Linked DNA regions of Sus scrofa: region 1 is linked to region 2. The links are chromatin contacts, called in public HiChIP or PLAC-seq maps. All regions are on one chromosome and are shown on one strand. The core of a region is the stretch at or near the end of the contact, and the rest is flanking DNA. Distances in the headings are between cores, read along the strand shown.

The links. HiChIP or PLAC-seq counts read pairs in DNA pulled down with a chosen protein or histone mark.
Region 1: an H3K27ac HiChIP or PLAC-seq map of alveolar macrophages shows a contact between it and region 2. The contact joins two enhancer-like sites. A contact is called at or near these places in 1 of 47 Hi-C or Micro-C datasets (epiblast stem cells) and 1 of 2 datasets of contacts at active chromatin or transcription factors (alveolar macrophages).

What each region holds. Positions count from the first base shown.
Region 1 is chr18:31,130,549-31,134,022 of Sscrofa11.1, forward strand. No RefSeq gene overlaps it. Among named protein-coding and RNA genes, the nearest start is that of MDFIC, 6.6 kb to the left of the region's middle. Within about 2 kb of position 1,948, at least 10 of the 83 cell types and tissues checked have an H3K27ac peak or open chromatin away from gene starts, as enhancers often do. A contact at or near this core is called in alveolar macrophages, where this site is marked.
Region 2 is chr18:30,204,979-30,208,555 of Sscrofa11.1, forward strand. The region is part of intron 13 of TFEC (transcription factor EC); the gene reads left to right. Among named protein-coding and RNA genes, the nearest start is that of TFEC, 230 kb to the left of the region's middle. Within about 2 kb of position 1,898, at least 1 of the 83 cell types and tissues checked has an H3K27ac peak or open chromatin away from gene starts, as enhancers often do. A contact at or near this core is called in alveolar macrophages, where this site is marked.

The DNA.
Region 1 (3,474 bases), core at 698-3,197, 930 kb after region 2:
ATGAGCTAAGCAAATGCAATTAACTAAAGAGTTTATAAAGCATCATTAGGGACTACCTAATCTTTATCCCTCCTTCAAACATTTCTTGAGCAGCTATTATATCCTAGGCTACATATTAGGTTCTGGAGAATTTTTTTTTTAATTTTATGTAATGTCTTGAAAAACATTACTTTTCAATTGGGTAGAGACCTGTCTGCCTATCCAAAGTCAAAGTTAATATCCTTACAGAGTTATCTGAACCAGAGTTCTCCAAGTGGGGTGTGCAATTGGGCATGCTTCCCAGGGGGTGCACAAGACTATTCTCCAGGGAGTTCTTGTTATGGCTGAGTGGAAAAAAAATTCAACTAGTGTCCATGAGGACTAGGATGTGGGTTCAATCCCTGACACCTCGCATTGCCATGAGCTGTGGTGTAGGTCGCAGACCTGGCTCGGATCCTGTGTTGCTGTGACTGTGGCACAGGCCAAGCAGCTGTAGCTCTCATTTGTCCCCTAGCCAGTGAACTTCCATATGCTGTGGGTGTGGCCCTAAAAAGAAAAAAGAAAAAAAAAAAGACTATTCTCCAGAATGTAAGAAGAAAATAATAGGGCGTGTGTTTTTATTTTTATGTCATCATTTGTAATTTCTAGTTTAAGTATGTTTTAAATGTATATGATATAGTAGTACAAAAAGATGAATAATTCATAAACATATATACATTAGGGGTTCATGCTCAAAAGTATTTTTTTGTTTACTTGGTTAAAAAGGGATTTAAATGCTTTAAATCATTCAAGGTACATTCACTCAGTTAACCCCAAATTGTACCAAAATTAGTTTTTCTAGAATACAGCTAAAAACTATTTTATTTTTTTACTTGACTTAAAAATGCTGTGAATGCTTTACAATCATTTAAGGTACATTCATTCAGTCATTTCCAGATAGCAGGTTAGTTTTTTTCCAGAAAACATGTGTACCTACCTCATTTAGGTAGAAGCATGACTTTAGCAATCCCCACACCCAAAGACAGAGAAACCAGAAAATAACCCTGAGCCTCTCAATACCTCAGGTAACCTCCACAACCTTCGCATAGGGCCAACACAATGGCCACAAACTTTATCAAATCCTTTTCATTATTTTGTGTGAACACACACTTCCACACCAACTTTCTCTTCTGTAGTTTTACCTCACAGAAAATTTATGGCATAGGGGCTTTGAGGCAAAGAGATTAGCTCAGGGAGCTATTAGGTCAGAAAAAGTGACAGCAGAAGAAATGACAGCTGACAGACAGGGCAGATACTGGGAAATAAACACGTCATAACACCTTTGTGAATTCAGCTCAGTGAAACAGTGACTGTCCCTAACAAGAACCTGAGTCATTAAGGAAAGAATCAGTTACGTTAGTGCAGCGTTCTGGTTCTTAAGGAGGCAGGTTGGTATTTTTATGTTTTAGAAAAAATCACCCTTCCTCCCCAAAGAGGGTCATATTAGAAAATGCTACTTGAAAGAATACCTTTCACACAATTATGGCTTTATAGCTGCCAGGGAAATGAGCAATCATGATTCTTGGCCCATTTGTTGTAACTCTATTTCTCCACCTCCTGGGAGAAGGTCAAGTGGACAGCTTTCTGGAATCCCATTCGTACTTCAGATAGAGCTCTTTCTTCTTTTTCACCATAATGCATAAGTCCTTCCCTTAAATTTTAACCAAGAAAACTGATTCTTCCACTTTTTGAATATTTGTAAACTACCCAAAGGCCCAAATCCTTCACTTAACATGTAAAGAAATACAAACTTAATAAATGAGGTTCGACCAACATGTATTGAGAGTTGACTGTATGTAAAATCATATGCTTGGTGGTTAGATTTTAAAAATAGAGGAAAGACTGGGTGTTCAGAGTGTACAGGGGAGGTGGGGGGAGGGTTGCCGAATGAGAGAGGGACTCACAGCACATAAATAATGGCTGTACTGCAGGAACCTGGAGGAAGCAGCTTGTAACTACAGACGTGGGTGGGGAGAACCAGGGGACATTTCAGAAAGAAGATAACCAAGCTGAGTATTGTTGATGAGTAAAAGTTTGCCTGTCAAAGATCTTCGGGAATTCCAGACTGAAGTGCTAACGCCTACAAGGCACAGAATTGTGAAAGCCCCAGAGAGGTTAGATGACTTGGCAAAGGTTGTTTCTGGGATTCACAACAGAGCTAAGTTTCTTAACATCCAGGCTCCTTGTTCCCAGTGATTATCTGGATAAGCCATGTAAATGAATTCATCACTGTAAGTGACAGGGAAGCTAGGGTAAGTCTGATCTTGTGTTTAGGAGTTCCAAAGATTTTCTGTTGTTGATGTTTGACCAAAGAATGGGGCATAGAATCTCCTGTTGCTGAATTAGCTTGACTTTTCCTTCCCTTTCAAGCTCCCAGTCAGTGCCTCTTTCAGCTGACTGACTCCTCTGGCCTGGGGCACTGGCCTTCAGGGTATTTCCTTGCTGTCACCATACTTTCCTGCTTGTGTTTTGAATGAAGGGAGTGGGAGGTTAAGACAGACAGCGACACCTTCAGATAAGAATAACTGAAGGCAAATGAAGATGAGTGTATCCCATGCAGTAGATAATAAGGTCCACAGGCAGTGAACCTGGATATACCAGGTATTGCGGAAAAACAATCCATATATAAGAGGCCCTTGAAAACAATGCTAGAATCACCATTAGAAGCAATTTTAGCACGATGATCATGACAAAGATACTTAAAATGATGGAGAAGATGATGACTCCTTTGTTACTATGACCCCTCAACTCATTTATAGTCTCAGGTAAAGAAGGGAACTTCAACTCTGGTATTTAAACCAATGCCTCCATTTTTCCAAGTTTTGTATTAAGAAATAGGCACTAAATTAAAAAATGCAGGTTTGTAGATCAATTACATTGTTCACTCATGTGTGGGACCTTTAATCTACTCTGAGAGAAAGGCACCGTTTTCTCAAATATCCTCCCACCTCCCCTTATTCTCTTCTCTCCTGCTTTGCACAGTCCCCGTTCCCCAGGCACTTGGATCCCCCTACTATTCTCTTGCTACCCCAGGTCTCCAACCTTAGTCTCTGTGCACATATATTCCAAAGTTTATAAGGATGAATCTGGTTTAATGCATTAAACACATAGGTATAAATAACTCTTCCTAATTCTAGGAGGAAAAATCCTATTCCCATGTTCATAGTCCCCGTAAAATGCCTTCAGGCCTGTCAAGGGACATAGGTTATTTGTTGCCACATTATTTTAGTGGCAGAAAGTTGGAATCAACGTGCGCAGCCATCCCTGAGAGAGCAGGAAGTTAATGGGGTGAATGCAGAGCATGGGATACTGTGTAGCTACTAGAAGGAAGAGTTTCTATGTACCTTTTAGCAACCAAATGGATCTTTCAAACATTGTATTTAGTGAAAAGAGTAAGAAAATTTAATTCTAGTGCAGCACCAATTCATAATTAGTGCAGCACACATAAGACAACAG
Region 2 (3,577 bases), core at 648-3,147:
ATAGTGCTGCAATGAACATACATGTGCATGTGTCTTTTTCAAGGTACACTTTGTCTGGATATATGCCCAAGAGTGGGATTGCTGGGTCATATGGTAGTTCTATATTTAGTTTTCTAAGGTACCTCCATACTGTTTTCCATAGTGGTTCTACCAATTTACATTCCCACTAACAGTGTAGAAGGGTTCCCTTTTCTTCATACCCTCTCCAGCATTTGCTATTTGTGGACTTATTAATGCAGACCATTCTAACTGGTTTGAAGTGGTCCATCATAGTAGTTTTGATTTGCATTTCTCTAATAATCAGTGATGTTGAACATTTTTCCATGTGCTTGTTGGCCATCTGTATTTCTTCTTTCAGGTCTTTTGCCCATTTTTCAATTGGGTTGTTGGCTTTTTTGCTGTTGAATTGTATAGTTGTTTGTATATTTTAGAGATTAAGCCCTTGTTAGTTGCCTCTTTTTAAATTACTTTCTCCCATTCTGTAAGTTGTCTTTTTGTTTTCTTTTTGGTTTCCTTTGCTGTGCAAAAGCTTGTTGGTTTTATTCGGTCCCATTGTGAACCAGATATTTTGGCATAGCATAAGCACAGTCTAGATGTACCTTATGAGCTATAAACTTAACTTAGGTTATCATATAGTAGTATTATACAAGATTTGCCTGGGTGAGTTTTTAATCTGCCATAAAACCTAATTTCACCTTATATTCGAAATATAATTCACAATTTTAAAAAGATTTTTAAAGTAAACAATGATTCTCAAAATAATCCTGATCATATGGATAAATAATAAGTCCCATTTTAGAAACATAGAAATGAAGGCTCTGAGAGATGAGATAGTTTTTCCAGGCCAAACTGCTCTTTAAATAATAGAACTAGGTTTAGACATTTGGATATCAGTACTCTTTTCTGTTGAAAATATTGCCTCTTACGTTGGAAGGTATATCTGGCTTGCCTACCATACCCTTCATTTAAAATTATACTTAAAATTAAGTCATTAAAAATAATTGAACTCTGTACTTTTAGGGAAAGAGGGAATATGAAATGTATTGGCTCCTAGCAGGAAGTAGTCCCGACTAAAAAGCCAGGGACACTCTATCAGAAACTCCAGAAAGTACTTATAAAATTTGTCACAGGAAAAACATCATTGGATTCAGATATTAACCTTCATCACTTCTAATCCAGGAATCACTTATAGGAAGCAAAAGCTGAAGAAGAAATATAAAAGCTAACTGCCTACATGTCTATATGAGAGGCCATGTTATCCTAAAGAAATACACATTTGATTTCTTCAGAAGGACGTTCAAAGTTTGTAAATCACATTAGTTAATAATGCAACTATGCCGACAATTGCAAATGCTTATTTAGAAATAGTCATTAAAATGCTTGAAATTTCAAAATTGACTTGATAAAAATCCCAAAGTTTTCCTCAGAACTTTAAATGAATACTAAAAACTAAGAAATATTAAAACTTAAGAATATAAAAACATAGCTAATAGTGATTGGTCTTCAACAATGTCTTTAGAGATCCCTAGTTTCTATTATACTATTTGCCTTGTCTAAAAAAATACGGCAAGGTTTTGGTTTCCATGGTGACATAACTCTTTTCATACATATTTATCATTGCAATGCCAGAAACCCACCCCTTTCTATCAAAGAATGCTACTTTAGCACTTAATAATTGAAGTTAAAGCTGATTTATTTTTTATGTCAGAGTGTTTTAAACAGATCCCTCTATCACTGAAAACTGAGGCAGCATTACAGTCATTTTCTCATAAGCAGTTTATTTCATACATGACTTCTGAAAAATACTTCTGGTTTTTAAAAACTGGAGAAGACTTTGCTTCCTTTTTTCCTTCAGTCAGCACCACAGGGATTCCCAGCTAAGCTTTCAAAATGTTGCAGAACATACATTACGTAAAGCACACAACCTTCAATTTCATTAATACAGTGTTCAAAAGGAGAACATGCATGTCTTGACTTTGCCAATAATCAGGGAGCAATGAAGTTATTGCCGCCTATGAAATTAATATTTTGGAAAGCAAAATGTTTAACGTTCACTCATTGACTTTTTAAAGTTGTCTAATTTTCCCTGCCATCTAATGAGAGATTCTAGTTTTCTTCTACAAAGGTCCTTTTTCATAAAAATAAAGCCCATAATTGGGTATATACACTTCAATCATCTTAAATGGTTCTCCTCATTTTTCCTAAGCTGTATGTGGCCTCTAGTGGACAGTGCTGTCATTTTGAGGTCTTAAGTATCAGTTTTCAGTATTATTTAACTCATTCTGCATATTAAAACTACCAAAAAAGAAAAGAAATATAATTAAGGAGGTTAATTTTTATTAACCTATCTTCACTGAAACGTATCTGTGGTAATATATTTAAGAAATGAATGAAAATATGATGAATTGAAAGAAGTTCATCCACAAATAAGCCCTATTTAAAAGCACTGTGGCATACCTTAAAACAATACAAAATAAAATGTATTGGAACTTCAAAAAAAGAAATCTGAATGAAAGATAAAAGTCTAATGTGTTGCTTAAAAAATTAAATTAGGGTGTTCCCATCGTGGCTCAGTGGTTAACGAATCCATCTAGGAACCATGAGGTTGAGGGTTCGATCCCTGGCCTTGCTTAGTGGGTTATGGATCCAGCATTGCTGTGAGCTGTGATGTAGGTTGCAGACGTGGCTCAGATCCTGCATTGCTGTGGCTGTGGCTGTGGCCGGCAGCTACAGCTCTGATTGGACCCCTAGCCTGGGAACCTCCATATGTGGGAGCGGCCCTAGAAAAGGCAAAAGGACAAAAAAAAAAAAATTAAATTAGATTAAATTATATGAAAATACTTCTATCCCCCATTAGGGTGCAATGTTCTCTTCCATTTATTTATTCCTAGGAGAAATGAGGGAACTTCTAAGTTGGCACAATCAAGTGTTTTGTGTCAGTTTCCTTAGCATCATCTTACGCATTTATCCATGAGAATGCCAGCTCAACTGTATGACATGCTTTGATTTTGTCTTCTACAAATAAACCTTATTTATGACTAAAAATACAAGAATAAGATGCAAAATTTTCCAAAATGTTGCTTATTTGAGAGACTGACTTATTCCATTTTAAGTTGCTTTCCCATTTTTATCTTCTTCAGGGAAATTTTTCTTCTTGACAAACTGCAACAATTTTCATTGAGAAAAGTAAATTCTTTGCCCAGGATGATTATAAATGAGATTTTTGTATTGTTCAAGCATATTCCACTATGGTCCAGAGACATTGCACCTTTCACCAATATTCTTGAAGTTAAGTGAGTGGAATGAGATACTCAAAGAAAATTTAAAAGGCCTAAAAGAACTTGTAACTGAAAAACTTAAAAATAAGAATGTGCCATTTTAGAATCTAGGGTTTTAAAGCACACTCACTTATTATAAAGTAGCATACTCATTTTATAGAAATTAGAACACATTAATGTATGAACAAATATGAATAAAAGACTTTCAAATTGATATAAATCATAATCACAGTGATTGACATTTTGTTACTTTTTATTCCAAATTATCTTATTCACAAATACAAACTGGACTCTTCCAT